Linked DNA regions of Mus musculus: all the other regions are linked to region 1. A link is a contact called in public HiChIP or PLAC-seq data. All regions are on one chromosome and are shown on one strand. Each heading gives the region's core, a stretch centred on a gene start, on an enhancer-like site or on the middle of the called end of the contact. The rest is flanking DNA. Distances are from core to core; before and after follow the strand shown.

Region 1 (3,624 bases), core at 688-3,187:
AAGCTACCAGGTGGAGGATATATTTACAAAACAATAAATCTGGCCGAGGGTTAGCATACAGAAAGTACAAAGATTCCAAGCAGGCATGGTTCCTTAAGCCAAATAGGTTACATCCCATAGGGTGCCACTTATTTAGCATTATTTCAAGATAAGTGAGCTCCAGGAAATTATTGAGGAGAAGGAGAACAGGGGGATCCCAGGTGTGTCTCTTAAGAGAGCAAAGCAAAGAACTCTGATGAACGCATTCTATGCATTGAGTCTATCTATCAGTGTCAGGACCCTTGGTGCAACATTGTTTCAAAGTTTCGTAAGACTTGATCACTGCGAGAAAGAGCCAAGCACACGGGTGTTTCGAACAACTGCAGGGAATCCCTAAGCGTCTCACGGCACAGTTCAAATTTTTAACTTTATTTTAAATTACATATACACATTTGTTGAGCGCCTAGAATACGTTGGACACATCACAGAACTGGAGAGGCAAGCAGCACTCAGAGAAAGAAAGGGAGAGGAGAGGAGGAAGGGACTCTGGGTTCTAAAAATGTATATAAAACCTGGGTTGTATATACAACTAGCAAATACAACTAGCAACGACATACATGTATATCCAATAGCAACGGGTCATTTGTGGCTCTGCACTCCCCCTCAGAAGGCACGTGGTTTCAGAGAACCCCTAGCATGCTAACCCTCATGTTTTGCTGGCCTTCATGGCCTTCATGGCCTTCATGGCCTTCCTACCTCACACCTTTGCTGATCATGAATGAATACATAAACAGCTGAGAGGGGGTGTTCTACTGATTCCTGGCCTCTCTGAACCCCAGAGCATGCCAGCAAGCCACAGCATCTTCATCAAGACCACGGCCATTGTCAGTCCCTTCCGTAGAGATTATGGGGCAAATTTTTTTCTAAAAGAGTAGCTAGCTCAGCTAACGGGCCACTGTTTGCTTAAGCTATATCTTTTTTGAACCAATGAGAATGTAACTCAAAGAGCAAATTGGTCTTTCAACAGCACCTCCCTATTCCCTGCCAGTGTGTGGCACCCCATCTGGACCTCCGGGAGACTGATACATTGATGTCGAATCACCGGTTTCCAGAAACTTCTTACCCCCCACCCACTTCTCGAGCCTGTGCCCAGTTCCAGGTCCTGCTGGCCTTTTCATTCTGTGCAGTGGAGGGAAGGGGGACATAATTCCCAGGGTTGAGAGCTGGCAATGGGACACACAGAAGCCCAGCTACCACCACCGAGTGCGGCCATTCAGAGCTCCGTGTGCCAGTGGGTGAGGCTTCCCACCCTTGGTTCCGGTGACTTGGAATGCCCAGGGCCTAAATTTAATTAACTTCTCCAAGCCGGGACTTTTCCATCGCAGCCTGCATCCTGCTTCGTGGGGTGGCAGGACTCAAGGGCTCCCCGCACAAACAGGAGGCCAGGGACCTTAGTGGCCGCAGCAGGCAAGTACAACAGGGCCAGTAGCATCCTCATTAAACACTGATTAGCAAGTGGACTCGGTCCAGGCTAGCGCAGAGCTGAATGAGAGAGATTTCTTTCTTCTCTTTTTTTTGCCGACAGTTGATCAGATGTAGGCAATTAAGAACCCCCACACCTCCAGCCCTGGTATTTTTTTTGAAGCAGGGAGCTCATACCAGCCGAGCCATAAAGACGCCATTGTCTCTAAGAACAATATACCCCACTAATCTCACTTCTGGCAATTTACTTTTTCTTCCCAAGCAGATTTAGGAAAAAAAAAAATCTTTGAAAGAGTCCGGGGGAGGAATACTTCATAGTATCTAATCCTACGGCAAAGTGGGAGTTTTCGTGTTCCGTCAGCTTTTCTTTGAATGGGCACTGGATAAATAAACTTCTACTGCCCGGCCACATTGAGGCGGAGACCGTGAGGATCCAATTATGCATATGGAGGCGTGTGCTTTCTGGTTTGCAAATCAAACACAAAGAGGGTAGTGCCAGAGGGCCTTATGCTCGGGCCTCAGCACAAACTCCTGGACTCGCCAGGTGAGAACCGCTTTTGTTAAGTGTTTAAAAGCAGTCGCTGCCCCTCTTTAATTTTCGTGTGGTAATTAGGCCCCCAGATCCAGTCCAACCTGGTCCACATCAGACTGCGTGCTGGCGTGGGGGTGAGGCTACGGAGTGTCCTGGAACCAGCCAGCCTGGAAGGGGGAGGAGGGGGCGTGAGCAGTGGGGAAGGGCAGGACTTTTAAGAACCCAAAAGATTTTCAGCCTAAGGGCCAAAAAGTTTGACAGGCACGCACTGAGAAGTTGTTTTTTGCCCTTAAAGAGAGAAAAGGTGGGGAGAGGGGGGAAGGAAAACAAAGGTGAGAGCCACAGGGTGGGAAGGAACACAGTGGGGGTGGGGCGGGGGAACGGGGTAGAGAGGTTGGGGGAACTGGAGTGTGGGTTCGGGGAGCAGAGGATCACAGGGCAGCATCAGAAACTTGAGCCTTAAAAAAAACAACCGCAGAACTGAAGGGTAAAGCCAACCTGCTAGCACCGAAATTTCGTTTGCATATTCAGCCAAACTGAATCCTTGTTAATGAGCCCAGCACCTCTATTGGCCTGTGCCTCAGTGGTGCTGGCTCCTGCAGAGAGTGAGGGATTTCTCTAAAAAGACCAAAATCAAGAAAAAGGAAGCAAGAAACTCCAAAGGCCCTGGAAAACAGCTAACTAGAGAGCTTCACTTCCCTGTCATGCCCCAAAGGGACCTAGGAAAGAACTGCTAACTGCTCCAGCCTTGTGGGCCTGTAGGGGAGATCCGGCCAGGCAAGCTGCTCCTTACTGCGCGTCCGTGGCGTAGATGTTCAGCTCTATATCCTGGCAAGCCCAGGTGGACAGACATCCTGTGCATTCAGTTGTTGAGTGACTCAGAACTAAGATGCTCTGTGTACTTGGAGGAGAGTGGGGTTCACTGTAGAGATCTAGCAAGGTTGAAAGCCTGCGGTGCTGGGTTACAGTGAGAAAATCCATGTCCCTATAGGAAGCACCCAGGTAACTGAGCAAGGGGAGCTACCTCACTGGAGTCGAGGGTTTCCAAGGAGCAGGAAGGAGATCTCAGGACTTTTAGAAACAACAAACATATTTCTCACTCCTTGGACACATAGTGAGTCTTTTTTCACTAGCAGAGCTTCTTGTGCTGTTAGATTTGGAGTCATGCAGTCCTAGGTTCAGAACCTGGCCTGGCTCCTAAACAGCTGTTGAAATTCCTGATATCTGTGCTGTTGAACTCCTTGGCTATTAAATAAAATAATAAAATATGCTTTTCATACCCAGATGAGCCTTATGGGAAAATCAGCCTCTGAGACTGTATCCACACCCGTGCCTGATACCTGACAGTCTGAAAGGGAAAAACACAGGTCTCCAAAAGAAATAGCGGTGTACTTGATTGACAAGACAAATAGCGGAGTCTATTTAAATATGTAGAGGTACAAATGAAAGCATTGCATCCCATCACAAAAGTGGGACACATCAACTGCAGACAGGGAATCCATCCATTCCCCCTGTGCACCAGCTTTCTGTACTGCAGATCAGAACAGGGCATCTTCCAGTTTCCCCCTTGCAAAGCAGCTTTCTGGAGAAGCTGTAACTATGAACCAGCATCATGTCCAAAGAACTCACTG
Region 2 (3,624 bases), core at 641-3,140, 510 kb before region 1:
GCACTGTGCCCGCCACGTGGCTTCTTTTCTTTCTTGTCCCTGAGACCGCAGGTGATCAGGGAACAGCTTGGAAAGGTACAATTTAAGACAACTGAGGTGTGTGCTGCTGTCCAATTTGCAAAGAGACAGCAGGGCGTCTGATGTTGCCCTGTATGGTGGATTAGTCCTGTATAAAGGCATGCAGGCAGGGTTGGAGTGATGGGGGTTGTCTTAAAGAGAGTCGGCTTCTGCGGTAAAACAAAGTTAGCACTGGCTAAATGAATGTACTTCCGGGGGCTAGGCTAGAACCCAGTGGCACGGTGAATCTCCATGAGGTTTTCAGGTCTTTAACCCAGCTTTTCTTTCTTCTTGTTTATAATTTTCCTGCTTGTTTATCTAAGACTTTAACTTGCCAGCTCAGCAACTCACATCTGTTAATATTTTGAGATTACAGTTAGCCTCAGCCAATTGGGCCTTCCTTCAATAACAGCAGAACTTAGAAGCTCGCTGCAATTACTCCTGATTCCAAACGACTGCAAAGTGTACCTCTCTGCCCAGTTCCACTTTCTCTCTCTCCCCGTTCTGATTACTGCAAGTTATGTAAATCGAGCTGGAGAAGACTTAATTTAATCAACCCGTGGGTCTGCTTACATTTGTTTAAATATTAACTACAGTCTATATGTAAAAGACCAGAGAGGGACAAACTAGTTGCTAAGCATCGCGGCCAATCACTGACACTGTCTTTGCATTGTCAGATCTCTTTGAGTCCGGCTCAAGGCTGTAGAAGGTTTCGTTGTGCACTCACCACGTGCCTGAGGTAACTCTAGAAACCCGCAGCTCCTTTAGAGACTGTCAGGAAGACATCTATTTCACCAACCATTTATGGAGATGAGGAGAGAGGACAGGACTGTGGGAAGTTGGAAAGGGGTTCTATTTTTCTTGCTGGACATTTCCATTCACTCCAGCTCATCTGCATTGCTTACCTTCCAGACCAGAGGTACCCCTCCCGCTGGGTGGGGGTGGGGGTGGGGGTGGGGATTGGCTGGGTGCTTGGAGTGTTAAGCAATCTGAGAGAAAAGGGAAACTTCTCTAAATTACAACCCAGGGCACTGGTCAGGGAGTAGAGGAAGCTACAAAGCAAAGCAGCTTCTCTGGGCAATAGTGGACCCCAACATAAAAACATTATCTCACGAAGATGCTACATGGCCTTTTGGTAGCAGGAAGTGCGAACTGCGGGTTCTGTAGGTTTCTAACTGCACTGCAGGTGCATCTTGAAGACGGAAAGAAAATGTCAGGCATAGAGGTTGTTTAGCATTACAAAACCAGCTAAGTCCTTCATACCAACACTGACCAGACCTGTAAGTGATTTACACCCCACCCCTCCCCACCCCACCCTACCCCACCTCAGCCAAATGAGTCAGGATAAGAATTTGGTGTCTGGCTTGTTTTTGTCACGGTGCCAGCTCAGAAGTGCAGTGATTGGCTGAGATACAGAACTCCACAATTAACATTAAACACAGGCAGCTGGCTGCATTTTGATTAAAACCGGCGATCAAGAGCTCTGGCAATCTGGGTTTTTGTGATGGCCGGAGCTTTATTCCCTCGTAAATACCACTGACAGTTGTTCGCGCATTGGAGCCTCTTCGTTTACTTTCTCTGTGGTTCTCTGTGTTTAAAAAATTGGCAGAAATCCTTCCAGGTGAAACAGTTTCCGTATCCATTTTCACCCTTGTGGACTGTCAGTTGGGTGGTAGAAACAGGAAAGACAGACAGACCCACGGGAGCCAAGTTCAGGGGTCCCCCACCCCGCCCCACCCCATCTCTGTCACATTTTTTTTTTTCCAGAAAATGGAGGGATTTAGCCCTTGAAGCAGCCTGGTTCTTCCAGAGGGGTGTTACGCTTTGTGGCTCTTTGGCCCCATCTTATGGACAACAGTATTATAAATCGGAGATGGACGATGGTCCTGCAGAGCAGGTGCCCCAGAAGTTTGATTTCTTATTATAAAGTCAAAGTGTAATGATGACTCGGTTTCTCCCAGACTACATTCAGGAATACCCTTAGAGTTCACCGATGTTCAGAAAATCAGTGGCGAGTATGGAAATCTTACATGTGAACATGTGAACAGAACCGTTGCGCATGGTAACTCGAAGACTGTGGTAAGGAGTATGGTGTGTCCAACTATTGTTACTGGCATTTGGGAAGCCTCTCTTTGGTTACCAGATGGTACTTTGGGGCGTTTAGTCTCTTTAATAAAATAATTTAAAAGGGGGCCGAGGAAGTGGCTCTGTGGTTAAGAGCACTGGGAGCTGAGGATCCAGGTTTGAGTCTCAGTACGTGTATAATGGCTCACAACTGTCTGTAACTCAGATTCCAAGGGCTCTGACCCCTCTTCTAGCCCCTGTGCGTACCAAACGCTGAAGTGAGACAGAGACACAGATCCAGGCAAAATAGCCCTGCGCATGGTTTTCAAAACCTTTAAAACTTTAAGAATGGATGAACACATACGGCTTTGAGACAGTTTTACCAGGGTTTAAGAGAGCATCCCTTTCGAGCAGGCAAGCTGTCACCTCTGCATCTTCAGAGAGGAGAAGACTTGAGGAGAGAAAGGGAAAACCACGGTTGGCCATGTGGACAAGCAGCCACATGGCAGAGAGGGAGGCTTTAGAAAAAGAGTAAGGCAGACCACAATGTTGAAGAAGCCCAAAGTGCTGGCAAAGCATCCTAAGACATGAGACAGAAATGAGGAGGGGAAGCTAGGATTTTCTGAATGATTCAGAAAGCAGATAGACTTATAAAGCGACATGCAGCTAGGGGTGGGATCTTGGGAATCCCAGGGGTGACATGGCCTTCCTGAAGGGTGGTCCCTTGGCTAGGTGATTGACACAGGCTAACCGAAATGTTAGGTCTCCACGCAGGCCAGAGATGCCCCCCTTGTAACCAGAAGGAGCCCTCCTTTAGTGGGTTTGTACTACCTTACCTGGACAACATTCTGTTCTCAGTTCTTGACCCTGGAACTAAGAATACGCTAAGCAAATGTTTTGCCATGGAGTCATACCCAGCTCTGTAATGTGTTCTTGGAAAATGCTAAGGAACCCGTGTGTTACATGTTCTCGCCACAAATAGAAAGCAACACAAGGCACACTATATATGTTAATTAGCCAGGTGAGTCACGCCACAAGATACTCTTTAAAACATTATGTTACAGGCAGCAGGTACATTCAGTTTTGTAAAACAAAGATGATGACGGTTTTTCTCATGAGGCACAGGAATCAAACACAAGAATTAAAGAAGGAGCTGCCCAGTGGTCTGTCTCATTTACAAGTCTGCAGTCCTCATCATCCCGATATTGTCTTATCTCTTTCAAGAGACTGGGGTCATATTAATGTAAGTTTCATGAATGGGCGATAGTACTGTTCTATTTAAGCTTTGTACATGTGTGTATATATAGAGGGAAACCTGGTATGTAAGGGTTTGGTAGCATTCAAGGTTTGGGGCATCCACTGGGAATCTTGGAACATCTGTCTGATGAGTACAGTCTATGGTATGAAGAAGATCCAGGTTTTATAGTTTCAAGTCACTGAATTTTTTTTTTACAAGCCTTCCAAGTGCTAGAGATGAGAAAGAAGCCAGAGGCACCTGTGTCC
Region 3 (3,624 bases), core at 291-2,790, 440 kb before region 1:
TGAGCTGCACCTGCCTAAAGCATTTCCACACTCCCACTCTAATGGCGACTTACCTTTCTTAATGACCATGGAAGATTGTAGTTTCTCTTTGTTGTAACTGGAATGCTAAAGCTGAACAGCCCTGATATGAAGATCTGAAATCAATATACTCCAGTCCCCTAAAACGTCCTGAGGACCCACACAGCCTTCCAAGATCGGTATAGGTTGGGACATTTTGCACTTTTGATACTTTGGGTTAGGTGTGTTCAACTGCAATGCCCACTTTCTGTTCCTGTACCTTTTTGGATAAGGGTTATATAGTCAATCCTGCATTTATCTTTATAGTTTTACTTTTCTTTTTTTAAGGACCTATATTCAATAAGGAGAAGCTCAGTATTCCAATGGTGGAGGCTGCCAAGGGATCATGTGGTTTAACCCTCAGTTTTCCAGAGGAGGAAGCCAAAGTAGCAGGAGGAGAAGAACCTTTCCCAAGTCTCAAAGCATCCTTTATTAAGGCTCGTGGCCGCCTGCTTGCACAATCTCCGAGCTGCTTCTCTTCCCCTTATTATCACAGTAGGAAAGAGAATCACTAAGATGTAATTTTACTCCTAGTTATGTGTGCACATGTGCATTTGTGCGTGGGTTTGTGCAGGTACACAAGTACCTGGATGTTAGAAGATGGTGCTGGGTCCCCTGGAGCAGAAGTTGTGAGACTTGGGTGCTGGCAACCAAACCCAAGTCCCCTGGAAGAGCAGAAAGCATTCGTAAGCACCGAGCTCTTGATCTAACCTCAACTCTCTGCTTACTATAAATAGCCCTTTAGAGAAGAGATTGTCAAATGAAAGCATTTTAAAAATCCAAATATTCTCATCACAGTAGTATGAGTTTATTCACAGACCCACAGACAGACAATGAAGTGGTCACCAGAAGATATGATGTGGCCTCCTTAGGCCTTGGTTCTCTTGTGCCCTAGGATCTCTGTGTCCAGTCACCAGTAGATTCAGGGATGGGCATTTAGAGAAGGCCTGTGAGACCCGGTGGGGTAGGAGATGGCTTGCAGTTTACAGGCCTGTGCAGGCTTCATCTCCAGTACTGGTTTTCTAACACTGCCCTTCCAGTTGGCATCTGCCTGTTCTCAGTTGTGGCTGTGTGGGGGAGGTAGAAGCGCGTGCTTCCAAGCCCTTGGGGATGCAGTAATGAGAACCATGTGTACACGGAATGCTGAAGGAGCCACACCTGGGACGTATTCAACCCATGACAGACACCCGTGTGGCCAAAAAAAAAAAAAAAAAAAAAGCCAGTGCCTTTTGACTGTGCCTGTTTTATGAAAATATGCAAGCAAACACACACACACACACACACACACACACACACACACACACACACACACACCGATAAAATTGCTGTGGAATCTAAGATTTATGTGTGATTTCTCCCTTCCCTCCCTTTCTCCCCCTCCCTCTCTTTCTTTTGTCTCCATAAATTGCAAAAGGCTTGGCCGCACTTAGACCAAGGAGAGCCAGGGAAAGAGCAAGCCTGAGTCAGAAGGGAAAATCAGCTCTCTTCTGCCTGGCGCACACCCCCTTCCTTCCCCCAGGGACTCTCAAGTTACCTTCCTAATGAAAAACAGGCCTTTCAAAAAATGACTTGAGACCAAATGAAAAACGATTCGCATCTGAGCCTCGGCTGTTGGGGATGGGCCCTAGGATTTATGACGAGGAATTTTGTGGCTCCCTACCCCGCCATCCAAGTCCTGGAATTACTAGGAATATGGGGATAAGAGAGACTGGCTGTAACTAATTCCATCAACAACAAACAGACAAACAAAACCAACCAAACAAAAAGCAACATCAATAACAAAAAAACCCATATACTGACTCTGCATGAACCATGTTTTCGCTCATTTTGCTATGAACACGCGAATAAGCGATCTCCTGCTGCTCTGGACTCCAGGATCCCAAAGTTCTGGGTATCGTTCAAAGCAGAGGGGTGGGGACAGAGGGCTTGCAGGGTGAACACTGCCTGCTGCTGGTTTGGCTGAAGGTGCCCATTAAGACGGCTATTGGTCTGTCCCACTCTGCCTCCTGCCTTGGGTCCCCCCTATTTCTTGAATTGTGTTCAGTAACAGCCCTCTGGTAAGTATACCACTGGCTTCCTGTATACCCTTGTTCCCTGGTGTTATCCTTAGGGCTTTATTGCTGTGAAGAGACACCATGACCACAGCAACTGTTATAGAGAACATTCAATTGGGGCTGGCTTACAGTTCAGAGGTTCAGTCCATCCTTGTCATGGTGTAAGAAACATGGTGGAAGGCAGACAGACAGAAATGGTGCTGGAGAAGGAGCCGAGAGTTCTCTATCTGGATCCACAGACAGCAGGAAAAGCAAATGACCCACGCCCGACCTAGCTTGAACATCTGAGACTTCAAAGCCAGCCCCTGCCGTGACACACTTCCTCCAAGGCCACACCTCTGAATAGTGCCCCTCCCTATGGGTCAAACATGCAAACACACAAGTCTGTGGGGGCCATTCCTACTCAAACCACCAGGAAGCTGGCATTTCCTGAATTGTGCCATCTCAGCCATCCTGCCTGTACAACCTCACCATCCCAGGTCTCCTTCTTCTTTTTCCCTAAGTGGGTTTCTGCCTCTGCCAGGTGCTGCTTCCCTGTGTGAAGGACCAATTCTGCCCCACTGTAGTATGGAAGGAAGCATCTCTGGTACCCACAGGCCCTAAACTCCTTGGATGAAGGGAATATATCCATTGTCTCTGAAACCCCAGCTGTGTTCAGGAACTCCAGTGTAATCATTAAGGTTCGCTTTTCCTATGGCTCAGATGTCTATGCTCTAGTGTTTGCTTATTCTTTTAGGTAGCGTCTCATACCCACCCCAACAAGGGATAATCAATCCAGGGTCATTATCTCTAGCTCATCCAGAATGACAAAGAGCAAGATACTTCCTTCTGGACTCACTCACTCCTGGGATGTCTCTGGCTGGCAAAAGTGAGTCGGGCACCTTCTTCCACCCATTCTGTGGCTCTGTGGATTATGTGCCTTGATGCCCAGGTTAGTGACATTTGGCCCATTTCTGAGACTGGAGGTATAGTCCCCAAAAGTCACATTGTAGAAGTAGGTCATGCTCGAAGTGTTCAAAACAACAGAGAGCAGATATTATAGATGAAAACGGATGGCTATTGCATTTGAGACAAAGATGGAGGCAGAGCTAGCCTGTCCACAAAGCCAGAGTACAGAAGTGCTTTTTGACCATGGCCAAGGCTGGCAACACATGTACAAACGCATTCTCTTCTGCCCTGCACTTGGAGTTGAGAGATGGCCCTGTTCTATAAAGTGAAATGTATCCTTGACTGGAACAGAAAGGTAAAGCTACTTTCTCCAGGCATGTGGAGGGTTCCCTGGATCATCTTTTGTAACCCCTGACTGTAGGAATACAAAGAAGATGTGTTCTAATGACTGCTCCTTTGTCAGACTTACTGGGTGAAAGCCAAACAAGAGAAGGGCTGAAGCCAGAGACTCTTCAGGTAGGCAGTACCATGCTGGAGTGGGAGGATCAACCGGGAAGGAGTGAGGAGGGGAGGCGGTGTTAGCCTCATTGTTCCAATGGAGTCTGTATATCTAAGCAGGCATTAA

Evidence for each region. HiChIP or PLAC-seq counts read pairs in DNA pulled down with a chosen protein or histone mark.
Region 2: a contact with region 1 is called in an H3K4me3 HiChIP or PLAC-seq map of embryonic basal ganglia, with 3 times the contacts expected there. The contact joins two enhancer-like sites. A contact is called at or near these places in 3 of 115 datasets of contacts at active chromatin or transcription factors (astrocytes, embryonic basal ganglia and embryonic stem cells) and 1 of 9 other capture datasets (embryonic stem cells).
Region 3: a contact with region 1 is called in an H3K4me3 HiChIP or PLAC-seq map of craniofacial prominence, with 5 times the contacts expected there. The contact joins two enhancer-like sites. A contact is called at or near these places in 3 of 115 datasets of contacts at active chromatin or transcription factors (craniofacial prominence, embryonic stem cells and stem cell-derived neural progenitor cells).

What each region holds. Positions count from the first base shown.
Region 1 is chr13:59,969,829-59,973,452 of GRCm38.p6, reverse strand. No RefSeq gene overlaps it. Among named protein-coding and RNA genes, the nearest start is that of Gm35143, 19 kb to the left of the region's middle. Within about 2 kb of position 1,937, at least 67 of the 459 cell types and tissues checked have an H3K27ac peak or open chromatin away from gene starts, as enhancers often do. A contact at or near this core is called in craniofacial prominence and embryonic basal ganglia, where this site is marked.
Region 2 is chr13:60,477,432-60,481,055 of GRCm38.p6, reverse strand. No RefSeq gene overlaps it. Among named protein-coding and RNA genes, the nearest start is that of A530001N23Rik, 30 kb to the left of the region's middle. Within about 2 kb of position 1,890, at least 86 of the 459 cell types and tissues checked have an H3K27ac peak or open chromatin away from gene starts, as enhancers often do. A contact at or near this core is called in embryonic basal ganglia, where this site is marked.
Region 3 is chr13:60,407,812-60,411,435 of GRCm38.p6, reverse strand. No RefSeq gene overlaps it. Among named protein-coding and RNA genes, the nearest start is that of Gm35333, 25 kb to the left of the region's middle. Within about 2 kb of position 1,540, at least 98 of the 459 cell types and tissues checked have an H3K27ac peak or open chromatin away from gene starts, as enhancers often do. A contact at or near this core is called in craniofacial prominence, where this site is marked.